2 separate regions of the Mus musculus genome follow, and region 1 is linked to region 2. The links are chromatin contacts, called in public promoter capture Hi-C maps. All regions are on one chromosome and are shown on one strand. The core of a region is the stretch at or near the end of the contact, and the rest is flanking DNA. Distances in the headings are between cores, read along the strand shown. Region 1 holds the start of Nav2 (neuron navigator 2). Region 2 holds the start of Tmem86a (transmembrane protein 86A).

Region 1 (6,884 bases), core at 3,008-5,507, 2.2 Mb before region 2:
TCAGCCTCCTCTCCTTTGTTCTCCTCTTCCTCCTTCCTCCTCCTCCTCCTCTTCTTCCTCTTTCTCCTCCTCCTCTCCTCCCCCCACACTGGGCACTCTTGTCCACTGCTGGGGCCCAGCTCATCTCCTTCCTCCCCTGTGAGCCCCCTGGTCTTCTCCAGCCCTTGAGCTACTAGCCTTCCTTCCAGCATCTTGACTCCTCAGGCCCAGCACATCTTTAGCTCTCCCAGTGCTGCCCTCTGCTGGAAACAGACGTCACGCCTACGATCCAGGCTGCCAAGTCTTGTCCTCAGCTCTGCAGCAGCATGAGAGACAATGCTGGAGAGTGGGCGTGCACGGCACTGGTCCGGCACCTGATTGAGCTGAGATATCTGCTCTGCCACGCTGGACAGCGTGGATCAGTGGTGACATCTGTGGCCGGGATGCCTCAAGGTCTGGAGCTGACCAGCAGCCGCTGTGGCTCCCCGAGTCTAGCATGACAGGTAAGGGGTTCCAGTTCAAATGCTACTGACTCTGCTGCTCGTGAGGCCACTGACCTTTCATTTCCTCATGTGTAAGATGGGAACAATCACCCTTATCTCACCAGATTGTTAAGAGAATAAAAGAGAGTTATTTTGTGCAAAAAAAACCCAGAACAATCCCTGACACCTAGGAAGTACAAGGCAAGGGTGCCTTCTTTACTTTGTTATCTTAGGACATATGGTAGGATGTGGACACATACACCACACTTATTCTAAGTGCTCCTGTGGAGGCCAATGAGAACCTAACACACCAGGCATTCCACAGCTCACCCCATCCCCCACCTCCCTCTCACAGCGCCTGGTACTGTGCCAGGCAGAGTCAGAGGCCTGTCAATGCTCGTGAACAGGTTGGCCTCTTCTTAGAGGCTCCACCTTTTCTCATGTAAAGAATACTAAGTTTTTCTTAATACTCATAATTCCTGTGCCCATTTTTTTTAACAGGTGGAATCACTGAGGCCCAGGGGAGTAGTTAGTTAATGGACTAGGCTACTGAGCTAAGCATAGGTCAGACAGAAGGTACCACTGATAACCAACACTTTAAAACCTGGACTGTCAGTCACCCTGCAACCCAGCCAGTCTCCTGCCCCAAAATCCCCCAAATAAAAGAGAGGCAACGGCTCCATGGAGTTCATCATTTCCTGAGTGTCTTGTAATGATAAACATTACGTTTGGGAGCAGGAAATTACCAGGTGCTAAGTCAGCCCCAGTCCTCAAGCCATAATCGAGGGTGGATGTGCGCTGTCTGTCACCATGGGGATACCCTGTTCAAAGAAGGCAAAATCCTTTTGCCAAAGCCCCTTTGATGTCAGGGTGGGGCTATGAGTGCACGCTACATGGAAGAGCTCCTAGGAGACTCAGGGGCTGGCAAGGAGGGGCCCGCTGGGAAGCCAGGGCTGTCCACTGGAAGGTGGCCAGTTTCCTGAGCCATCCATCCAAACCACCCTCGTGATGCCCATGGAGAGTAAGAGAGGTGGAATGTGGGGTGATGGGGACAGAGGGAAACAGCGCCTCCAGGGAGTAGGGCCAAGTTAGCCACTCATGGAGATGTCTAAGAGTGAAAAAAAATTTTTTTTTTCTTAATGGAGAGAGTGGTGAATCACCTTCTCAGAGCCTGCTCATGGCAATCCTCTGCCACTGTTCCTCAGCTGAAGGGTCAACTGGGCACTAGCAGGCAGGAGTCTGGCTATGAATGAGCCCAGCGTCTGCCTTCCCTTCATTCCTACGGTCCTCCTCATCGGGCCCGAGGGCATGTGTCACATTCCCAGTCGCTGTTCCAAAACACCACCCACTTCACCCCCCACAGAGGAAGGAGGCACCCTGGTGCTCACCCTCATTTCAGAGCCCTCTGGACAAGGCCTGTAGCTCTAAGAAAAAGAGCAGAGCACACGGCCTAGCAGAGCCAGGACCCAGGAGCACTGGAGGAGATCTTGCCTTCCTCCCACACACCATCCGTCAGGGCTGTCAGCTTCCAAAAATGTTTAGCAAGTGCAGCATCAAGAGAGACACCCGCTGATGGGCGGGTGCGGGAGCTTGTGTGGGGAGGGGGCCTTCTCCGGCTCTGAGTTCCAACAGTCTGCCTCTGAGCAGCTTCTAGACCCAGCTCCTCCCTCAGAAAGGTTAGGAATGTGTTGAGCGTTAACCTCTGATCAGGGAAAGTAGGTGCCCAAAAGGTCGTCTGGTCTGTTGCTGCTTGGCCCTATACCAACTCAAGACTGCCTCCCCTTCTGGCTTCCCGGCTTCTCCTCTCCGGACTGGGACAGCCACAACAGTCAGGTCAGCCTGTCCCTAAAAGTCCCTGCTGACTGGCAGCCAAGAAAATACAGCATGGCCCTGCTCCCTCCTGCCAGAAGAGGGGGAAGGCGGCAGGGAAGGCAGGAGTCCAAGAGAAACTGATTGGCCCTTAAGGATTTCCTTAAAAGAGATTGCATGGCCAGGGCCTGTCACCCAGCCCAGTAGGGGGATTGCTTGCTCTGCCAGGAAAGGTAGAAGTCACCGTTTCTCGTTCAGCCATGCTCTTACCCACACCATCACCTCCCTAATCACCAGAGATACCAACGCTGGCAGCATAGACTACCCAAGAAGGAGGGGCTTAGCTACAGCAGCCATTCTGAGACAGCCAAGCCACCCCAGTTACTAGGAGTCTGTAGCAGCTAGCAGTTGGCAGCACCTGGCCAGAATCCCTTCTCCCTAATGATGGGGCAGAGACCAGCCATCTTCAAGCTAGGAGGAGGGTTAAGTTCAGGGCAACCACTCAGTATCCCTTGTCCTAGATCTCACAGCTGAGCCAGGTAGTACCCAACCCATCAAGGCACCAGGCCACTCCTTGGGGTTACAACCTGAGTATAGACACACATCACAACAGCAGATACCCATCCTCTTGGGGCCAAGCGCTCGGCACTGATGGCCCTTAACATTTCCAATGTCAGCATGCATTTTTTTGAAAGCACCCCTACACCTGCTCCAGCCCCATAGAAGCAGCTGGCTGCCAGCACGCCTTAGCTTTGCAGAGCTCCCCGGGAGAGCCTCTGGCACCCTGGCCAGCTAAACCCCTCCTGGCCACACCCACTGACCAATGTATCCTTCCAATCTGGCAGCATAAGGGGTATGCTTCCTCTCTCCAATCACATTATGGTAGCCTCTCCTCAAGGCAACCGTCCTCCTCCCTCATGAAGGATCATCCATCACTCCCACCCTGTAATAGTGCCCCAGCACATAGCACTGCTCACCTGGGTATCGAACCCGTTCTCCAGAGAGCTGCTCTTCAGCAACGGGAGCCCCTCCCCCGTCGGCTCCTGCAGCCCCTGCGATTTCAGGGGGATTTGGCTAGTGTAGGCCGTCTTGCTCACCTCCACCTTGCTTCCCAACTTAAGATAGCAGGGCTGAGGACCAGTCCGGGCCGGGGGCACGTGCAGGATGGGCGCGGCGCTGTGCACGGGTTTGGGCAGTCCCGATTTCATTTTGGAGGCTACCAGGATGGCCGGCATCTTCTCCCGGGGCTTTGGCTTTCCCAGCACGTCCCTGGCAGCGGCGGCGGAGGCGACCGCTAAAGGCAGCGCGGGCAGCCGAGTAGGCGCCGGGCCTCGGCCCGCGAGGCGCCCACCAACAGTGGAAGAAAAAAAAAAAAAAACCCAAAAAACAGAATCCCCGGGTCGGGGAACTGGGGAAATCCTGCGAGTGCGCCTGCCGGGTGGCGGGCTAGTCACTGCCCTCAGCAGGTCCCACCTGCGCGGATGTCGCAGCGGGAGGCCTGTTCAGAAGCTCTGGGTTCTCGGGGACCGCTGCCTCTGGCAATTCTTCTCCTGGGAAACCGAGGCGTGGACGCCCATATTAACTTGTCATTGCGTCTCCGAAGTGAGAAGGCTCCTTAGGAAGAGACACCGGCTACGGGGACGCACACGTCGCGCTCTGGAGCCTGCGGGTGTGAACCTTGGAGCAAAAGAGCAGAGGATGGGGAGACGGAGGACGCACGGAGCCCAAGACGTATCAACCGCGAAGCGGCTGTCACCCAGCAAACGCGCCACAGGGTCACCCGCGCCTAGGCAGACTCTGGGCGATCTCCGCAGACAGGTCTGTCTGGGCGTGACAGCCGATCACCGATGCTCACAAGCCCCTCGAACACCAAGCACCTGAGCTTCTGCGGCTCTGGCCATGCTCCGTGCGCTCCAGCGCAGCACGGCGGTGGTGACAGAGCGCGGGCACCAGGACGCGCAGCTGGCCAGGCTGGCAGCGCTGCGCTAAGCTGAGCTCGGGGGAAGGCAGCGCGGGCTGCAGGGCTGGACGCAGGGGAGGACCGGCTGCGGCGCGCGCTGACAGCCCGGGCCGTTCCCGCGCGCCTATTGGTTAGCCGCGGACCAATCCGCGGTCGCGACTCGCACTGCAAGGGGGCGTGGCCTCAACTCCGCGGGGCCGCCGCCGAAACTCTGGGGCCGCGCTTGGCCGCAAGTACAAAGCGAGCTGGTGGCCGCTCTGCGGCACGGCCCCGGCGCGCGCCTCCCCGCGGGCCGCCACCCCTGCGTCCCCGGAGCCGCCTTTGAAAACGCCGTTGGGTTGTAGATTCCCGCCTCCTTCCACCCCCAGGCATGTGTTGGGGAAATCAGTTTCTCTTTTTCAAATCGCTCGGGTCATCTCAACGGTTTGCGGGTTCCGGAGGCACGCCCCAACCTCTCTGCACCTCCATTGGGAATGACTGGGCGGGTCTCCTTGTCCCCCGCCTGAAGGACACTCCAGCCATTTCTTCTTTCCGGGTGGGCTCAGGGGCGTCCCAACAGCTTCCTCTGCGACATTCAAAGGTTGCACGTTGCACTTAAGTATTTGAAATATTTATAGGCTGATACAATGGCCGGGGAAGCTTCGCGCCCCAAGACAGCTCCTCCTTGCCACCTACCACAGACTGTAATTAGAGTGGCTTGGTGACCCGGGCAGGCTGAGGCTAAACCTGCCCTGGTTTCATGGTTTCATGAAGGCCTTCCTTTCTCTCTCTGACTCAGGGTCTGAGGACTGAAGGGAAAATAGAAAGTGCAGACAGGGTGCATGGGGCTGATCTTCAAGGACACCCACCTTAGAGATCAGTTTGGATTTGAATTGGGAAGTTCCTCCATCTTTATAGACCTAACACTGTGTCTCATGCAAGTCAAGTGGAGGTTTGAGTACTTTTCCCTAAAAGCACTGCCCAGCTAAATGAGATAGTGTCTGGCAGTGTAGGGGACCAGAAAAAAAAAATCTGTCTTTATTATTAATGAACCCACCGGAGTATGTCCCACTGTCATCTCTTTAAGCCACTTTTCTGTGTCTAGGACAGATGTTGTCACTTTCTTCCTATCCTATAGCCTGAAGTTGTAACATCCATAGGGTTGAATTTCACTCATCCTAATGATATGGGCTATATCATTCTCAAACTTACCTGGCAAAACTCTAATGTGGCCAGGAATGGGGGTGTAAGCTTGTAATTTCTGCTACTTTAGAGGCTGAGGCAGGAGGATCCCAGGTTGAGGTCAATTTAATGATCCTCTTTGTTCAAATAAAATGTAAAAAGGAGCTGGAGATGTAGCTCAGTGGTGGGCAGTTTGCTCGCTCCGCATCTGCCAGAATCTGTCTGATTCCAGTGTAAATAAATACTGTAAATAAATACCCAATCCTCGACTGGTTTTAGGCAGTGGAACCTCTGGGAGGTTGTAAGTACGTGACCGAGAGGTCCTCATGATGGGCCCAGTGCCATGTTAGAGGAGACACGATGAAGATGGATAACTTCTGATAGTGCAATGGCAGCCTTTCTGAATCCACAGAAACCACAGCCCTTGACAAGAATCTGACCATGGCTGCAGCCTGATCTCAGATCTCCAGCCTCTAGGCCTAGGAGAAAGAGGCATTTGTTGTTAAAGCGGCCCTGTCAACAGCATTTTGTGTTAGTAGCTTAAACTAAGAGCCCAGACTGAAGTAAAAGTTCAGTTTTCAAACAGCCCCTGGAGTGTTGAGATGTGACATGATACTCCCTGCTCCCATATTTCCCAGCCTGTTTGCAGGCCCTTTCTACCCTAGCTCGGGGGGGGGGGGGATGCACATAGCCTGGTTTAGCTCTTTAAATCACAAGTTTGTCCCTGACATGGTATACTCTGCCCTCGTCCATCTGGACAATCTCCTATGCTAGTATCTTGTTTTATTTAACATATTTATTGTTCCGAGCAGTCTCTTCTAAAGGAATAAATGTTTGGAAGAGCCGTCTTTTGACTTTCATGAGATTCTGTCAGAAGCAAGCAGAACGCTATGGACTGAAAAGCTACCCAGATTGTCACTGAATGGATGAGTGGTGCAGTTGCCTTTGAGTAAGAACGCCATGAGAAAGGGTTGTGGGACTTTCCTCCTTGAACTCTGATTCTTCACAGCTGCCTGAAGAGTTGTAGAAGGGCAGTCATGATCCCTATTAGGGATTGTGGAGCTATTCCCAAATATCCTCAGAGCTTAGGCACAGAGGGTGTCCAAGGTCTAGTCCCCAGAGCAGCACAGAGAACTTGTAACACTTTTTGATACACTCCACCCAATCCCAACCTACTGAATGAAAATTCCCAGAGGGTAAGGGGGGAGTGAAGGCAATCTGTGTCTTAAATAATGCTTAACAGGGGGTTTTGATGTGTACTAAGGCTGAGAATTCTAGCCAAATAAAGTGTTCATTCAGTGTACCTCCAGGGCCTCCTAAGCCTTCATATGCATAAGAACTGCAAAATCCAATTCAATAGGTCTTCAAGGTCTCCAAAAGGCTGAGATGCTGTCTTCCAAATAAACTCCCAGGTGATGGGTGCCTAGCCTGGGACTCTGGAGATTCCTACTGTAAACTGTAAGGTTAGGCCACCGTCAACAGAGGTGTAACAG
Region 2 (6,454 bases), core at 1,532-4,031:
CAGGAGACCTGAAAGGGCGAGAGGATAAAGACTGCTAAAGGAAGGTTTGTGGCTAAAGAGTACTTGAGAGCTTGAGAGAAGGGGACTGGGGATAACCCAGCAGCTTTCCCCCGGGCGCCTAAGAGGGGGTAAGAACAGCCATAGTTTTAAACTCACACTCTCACACTCTCCTTTACAGAACTGGTCCCCAGCCTCAGAAACTCTCCAACTCCCTGTTCCCTCTTCTGCAGCCTCATCCTACCCCAACCAGGACCCTTTTTCGTCCAGCCCCAAGTACCCACCCAGGCAATTCCTGTAACTACTGACCATGTTCAAAGTATCCGTGGTCCTGCCAGATGAGGAAGGCATCACCCACAGCAGAAAAGACAAGTCCCACGAAGATGAGGGAGGCACTGGGGTGAGCCAGCAGAAACCGAACACCATGAGCCAGAAGAAAAAGCCAGAGGCAAAAGATGGGCAGGCACTTGATAAGGGCGCTGACCCACGATGGGCTGGATGAAGGCAGCCAGAGCACAAAATACACACAGGTAGCCTTAAAGAAGGGCACCAGTTTGGGTCCTTCGCTCTTCACCTGGAGGAGACAGAACAAGGACAACACTCAGAGGTTAGGGGCACAAAAGCCCACAGTGAGATCTAAAAATCTTACACCTTTCCCCAAGGCTGCAGTGCACACCCCAGCCCTATACCACTGAGAACAAAGAGTTCTGACAGAGAAACCTAGCCTGTCTGGCTCCAAGCAGCCAGCAGGATGTGAAAGCCATTATCACCCTGAGGCTCAATTTACCAGGACAGGCAAGGGCTCCACTGTCCAGTCACTCTGGTCCACTGTAGGTCCTGGAACTTGGCCAGAGTCGTCACTCACTGAGCCAACAGTGCCGATTAGGATACTCCTTTCTGCAGCCCAGCCCTGTTCCCTCCTGGCTCTCTGCTCTCCCCTTCTCCAGGCACCCCTTACCACCTCTCCCTGTCAGCCTAAGCTCCCAGCTGTGTGGAACTGGAGTAAGGTCACAGGGAAACCACAGAAATGCACTGACTGGCCAACTCATGACCCAAGCTTTAGAGCCAGGACTCGGGCTTAAAGCCCTGGCAACACCAGGTGAGTGTCAGGAATGTAGGGGTGACAGTACCTCCACCCCACAAGCTTTCTGTCCTGCCTGCCCCCGCCCCGACCTTCCACTCTACCTATGTCAGACTAAAGGTGGCATCAAGGACAAAGAGAGGTGCTAGGGATGCTGGGAAGAGAACTAGATCTGTGTTGGGAGAAGAAACAGTGTTTGAAAGGCCAGAGGTTTCCAGGCTAGGAAAAGGGGATGTTGGCCATTTCTTTCCCAGAGAACAAGAGCAACTTGAGGCACCAGAGACAGGAAGGGGGGTGGGGAGGGCTTCTGATCTGGAGCCAGCAGACAGGCTGGGAGGAGATGGGGAACTGAGAGGGGGAAGTTGGCCAGCTGACTGGGTCTCAGCTGGATTAGGGGGAGGGCAGCTAAAGAAAGGTTTTACTCAAGGCCACTGCAGGCAGAGTCTGAGCAGGGGGAGGAGATTCTGCAGATGTTCTGTGGTCTCCCGAAGCTCCTTCCCCTGGCCTGCAAGTTCAGGGTTTCTGAGCATGAATTGGAGCAGTTGAGGTTCCCTATAGACCCATACTCCAACAAAAGTGCTCTGACTGTGTGTGAGCAAGCCACTCCACACAGGACTCTGAAGGGACAAGACACTTAGATCCCCTGGCAACCAGGTACCTGATGCAACTAGGAAAGGGTAGAGAAGAGACATATAGTGGGTCCAGAGTACAAGCCTGCTCTTGTTTTTCCAGAGGTTAGAGATGGGAGCAGAGTTGACACTCCCTTCCCATGGAAACTCCCTTATCAGGGATAGTCAGAGTGAGGGCAAGGCCAAAGGGAGGAAACGGGGGGGGGGGGGGGGGGGAGGGATGCCCAGCTCCACCTGTCAGCCTTCAGAAACATCACCTTTGCATGCCCAGCTCCACCTGTCAGCCTTCAGAAACATCACCTTTGCTCCCCCTCCCCCTACTCCCCAGACCCATATTTCCTAGAAGAAACTGGCAGTAAGTGGTGAAATCATGACAGTCAGAGAAGCCAGCCTTAGAAGTGTGAAGAGACAACTCAAAGGCTGGAGTTGAGAAAGTCTGGAAAGGAGGTCAGGTCAACAGAGAGAGGTCCACCTTCACCTATCGCCTGAACAGCGTTACTAAGACAGAGGCGTCACCTCCTGCACCTACAATATTAAGAGAAACTTGGGGCATTCCCAGGAAGTCGGCACCCCCCTGCACCCTCTCGAATGCTTCCCTGAGGGTCCACCACACAGAACCCTAGGGCCTGCAGCATCCAGTTCCAGGCCAAGACCTGCAGACCCGCTCCAGACACTCATGGATCAACAGTCACGCTTCCGAGTCACGTGCACAATGTTTTCCTCCCTCCCGCGGGCAGACGAGGGGCGCGCGTAGGAGGGACGCTACAAGAGTGAGGAGCTAAAAACCGTGACAGCAGCCGCTTCCCCGGAGGGGACAGCACCTTCCTCCGCCCCCCTCGGCGGCCCGGCTTGCCGCTGCCTCGTCCCAGGCCCGGGGGGCTTGGCCGCGGGCTCGCGCGCTCGCGCACTCACCACAGTGACCGGAGACACCATGGCGGCGGCGGCTGCGGCTGCGGCTGCTGGCACCCGCTCCGGGTTGCACCACCAGGACGCACCCAGAGCCAGGTGAGCAGACGACCGAACAAAGCTGGGGTGAAGCACAATACCTCCCGCGCGCTGGGCGCTCAGAGTACTGTCTGTGAACCCGACGACGTCACCACAGACCCAGCCAATGAACGGGCCGAAGCCTCGTATGGGCGGAGCCCTGCTGGCGGCGCCGGCCGGGCTCCCTCTGTTTCTGCGTTGAAAAGGAGATCCTCCCACCCCCGGGCGTGGGCGTGGCCTTCAGGCCACGCCTCTTAGGGAGGCGTGCCAGGGCATCCCGGAACGTGACGGCGACCCCCAAGGTTGGATAGCCAGCCTGGCTAAGAGACAGGCACACCACTGACCCGGAGCACAGCGAGATGCATCTTCTCTTAACACCGGAACAAAAAGCAAAGGCAGATTCTCGTCAACCTTTAAACATACCATCTAGGCGGATGCAATTCCTTTAAGACATGTCTTTGACAATGTCCCAATGTGTCCCAATGGACACAGAGGATCAACAGACACTCAACGTTCAGCATGGTAAGAGATATGTATCCAGGCACACAATATACTATATAGACTCGTAGTAGCATTAAGCACGCGTGGACACTTGTACACTAAACAAATAAAGCTACAGAAAGGGAGCTGTGGGTTGACCATCATCCTTCACCGTACCATGAAAGACACGATGAAAGCAAGCAGCAGCCTGTATGTGGACCCCATAACAGCAATGAGTAAACAAATTACAGGCACTAGGTTGCCTTGAACATACACCCCTCACAGCTGCAGCAACGGTGACCAAAAGACCCAAAGGCGTGTAAACTGGCTGCCAGAAAAACAATAAAATGGTTATAATACTAGTGGTTTGAAGCATGTTTAGAAGTATGTGTTCAGAATTTGGTGGATTGGCAAGGAGTCAAATGGACTGCAATGCGGCTGTGTTTGCCACTTCCATAGCCTTTGCCTCTGTAGCCTAGATTTCCTCAACTGTAAAATGCATGGGTGACCTCTAAGGCTCTGCTCAATCCAGACACGTTGTGTAGGATGAAGAAGGGGAAAGGTACCTGGTTTCGGGAAGTACAAGTCTATCTAGCAGGCTACATGGGGATGCAGGTTTCCAAATACATCCAAAAGGGTAGGAATGTGGTCTGTAATATACACAAAGCTTTCAGCGGTTGGAAAGGCAAAGAACGCTGGCCACTCCTGAGATGGGGATACAGGGCTGTATACTAGACCCCAACCTCGTGCTGGCCAGGGAGAGACACATACTGAACTCTCCAGTGAGCTCTTCCTGAGGTCATTCTCTTCATTTCCCCCTCCAGGCCTTCCCCAGCCATCCTGGTCCCTAAACTACCGACCTGACATCCCCTCAGAGAGGGACAGCCCTTTTCCTAGTGACAGTATTGACAACCGAAAATTCCAAATGTCATCCAAAAAAGGTGAGAGTCAAGGTTTGAGGGAGGGGAGTCACATGCCTAATCTCTAGGCACACTCATGTTTTTTCCTAGTTAGCAGCTTCTCACCTACATTATCTGAATGAGCAATGAGAATGGCTGCCCCCAAGGCTTTGTCATATACACTATTACCAAATGTGTTGCTCAGAAAGAACATTGAACTGAAAGCAACACGGACTTGGCCCCTCCTTGCCTGGGACTTACTGGTGGTGTAATTGGGCACACGCTACTCCATCTTTGGAGCCTCAGTCTCCCATCAACAGGTTATAAAATCACCACACGCATTTACAAACCTTCCCATGTCACTTAAGGGTGTAGTCAAGCCAGGCATTTTTGTTTCTCTGGACCCTAGTTTGCCTAATTATAAAGATGAGACTGTGAACTTTTAAGAGGATTTCTCTTACTAGGGGAAGAGTGAATGTAGTTGAGGTCAGAGTTGTCAGAACTCCCGGACGTGGTATACAAGCATCTGTGAATTGCCCGAATGGCAACTCTGCTGGGACCAGAACTCTGGTCCTCTGCAAGAGCAGTGCTTTAACCCACCAAGCCATCTCTCCAACCCCTGAGACCGTAAACTTTAATAGTTGGGGCCAGCCAAAATTACTGGAGACCAACATGTTGTTGGTCATAGTGGCACACACCTCTAATCCCAGCACTCAGGAGGCAGAGCTAGGTGGATCTCTTGAGTTTGAGGCCAGCCTGGTCTACATAGTGAATCCAAGATAGCCAGGGTTCTGTTACACAAGAGAAAGAAAAAAAGAAAGTCAATGTCCTACCTTAGCCCTACTAATTCACCAATTGTCATAAGCTTCATATACAAATACCTAAAGATACAAAAAAATAAAAGGTCTAAAAATGTTATTCACAGGATTTTACTACCAGTAGGCAAAGTAATTACATAAGTAGGTGGCCCACAAAAGCATAGCACCACTCCTCCGTGCCACTTCTAAGACTGCCCTCTTGCCCATTCAGAGTTGTTTGTTGTTTTGTTTTGAGACAGAGTCTCACTGTATGGCTCTGGGTAACCTGGAACTCTATGTAAATTAGGCTGGCACTAAACATACAGAGATCAGCTGCCTCTGCCTCCCAACTGTTGAGACTGAATGTGTGTCACCATACGCAGTCCAGATATTTCCTTGGTCCTTCCCTCTGCCCTGGGAGCCCAAGCCCTAGACTTAAGTACGGTGCATCCCAGGACTCCCACTTCTAGTTGAATTCAGCTGAGAGCCTGTCAGGGTGGGAGGAAAACATGGACAAAGCCCACCTGACCAGGCTGAGAATCTGGCGTTTCTAGAAACTATGCTCCTCCCTGGCTAACTCCAGGCTGTCTTCCTAAAACCTCAGGCTTTGGGCAGTGTTGTCTCTGGACCAATGGGCTTTGGCAGTGTGTCTCTGGACCAATGGTTGATTTTGCTATCTAATCCTCATCTCACTCTGCCTGCTTGAACTCCCTGAATTTCTGCCCTGCTCTAACCTTACCTTTGAAGACAAGATGCCCAACGGCCAGAAGTTCTTCTCCAGGTGGCTAACCAACCAGTCAGGTTTAAGATCTATAGTAGATGACTGCCCCGTGACTTCTGACTTTCTTACAATCCTATGATAGTGTGCTAAATGACACCTCTCAACACCATGACAGGTGACCAGAAAGAACTTTAAATGGAACAAAAATAGGGATATCTGAATTCCCAGAAATTTTCTATTCATCCCCAGAAAAGATAGGACTCTTTCTGTCCTTCAGTAGCCTATCCCGCCCTTGTTTTTGTTTTTGCTTTTGTTTTTGTTTTTAACTGATGGCTATAACTTCCTGATTAGCCGTTAGAGCAGCTACTTTGCAAATTTATCTTCCATTTCTATTCTTGGCCAAGAATAAAAAATCTTCACTGTTCAGTGAACATTCCATTTTATTGTGGATTCTATAATTCCAAGAGGGAAAAGAAAACCAAATACTAGCAACAGTTTGGTTAATCTGCCCACATCTCTACAGGTAGTAATTGATCCTCTTCAGTTATATGCTGCTGAGCCTTGTCTGACACAGACACTAAAAACTGTGTTTTCCTTCAAAGAAAGAACTTATCCTAATTTTATCCATATGGGTAATATATTTTGATCAATTTTTAAACTTCTTCAGCAGTTTGGGGAGGGTGTTCTAGGCTTTCTTGATTCTCTATTCCAGGTAGTAGAGGGCTAGAGTAGGACTTAATGAAAACTGGCATTTCTTCTTTTCTGTACCCCAAATGACTTGTCATCTGGTCCTTCTCACACAGCCCTGTCATCTCCTCTGTACCTGCCTGTCTGAAAGAAGGTAACCCTATTCACCGTTGATTTGG

What was found. Promoter capture Hi-C pulls out the DNA fragments that hold promoters and counts their contacts.
Region 1: a promoter capture Hi-C map of pre-B cells shows a contact between it and region 2. The contact joins the promoter of Nav2 here to the promoter of Tmem86a in region 2. A contact is called at or near these places in 2 of 39 promoter capture datasets (cranial neural crest and pre-B cells) and 1 of 484 Hi-C or Micro-C datasets (embryonic stem cells).

What each region holds. Positions count from the first base shown.
Region 1 is chr7:49,243,562-49,250,445 of GRCm38.p6, reverse strand. It overlaps Nav2 (neuron navigator 2), which reads right to left and starts at 4,257. Exons shown (of 39, transcript NM_175272.3): 1 at 3,248-4,257. The coding sequence starts at 3,505.
Region 2 is chr7:47,046,967-47,053,420 of GRCm38.p6, reverse strand. It overlaps Tmem86a (transmembrane protein 86A), which reads right to left and starts at 2,781. Exons shown (of 3, transcript NM_026436.3): 1 at 2,620-2,781; 2 at 307-571; 3 at 1-8. The coding sequence starts at 2,640.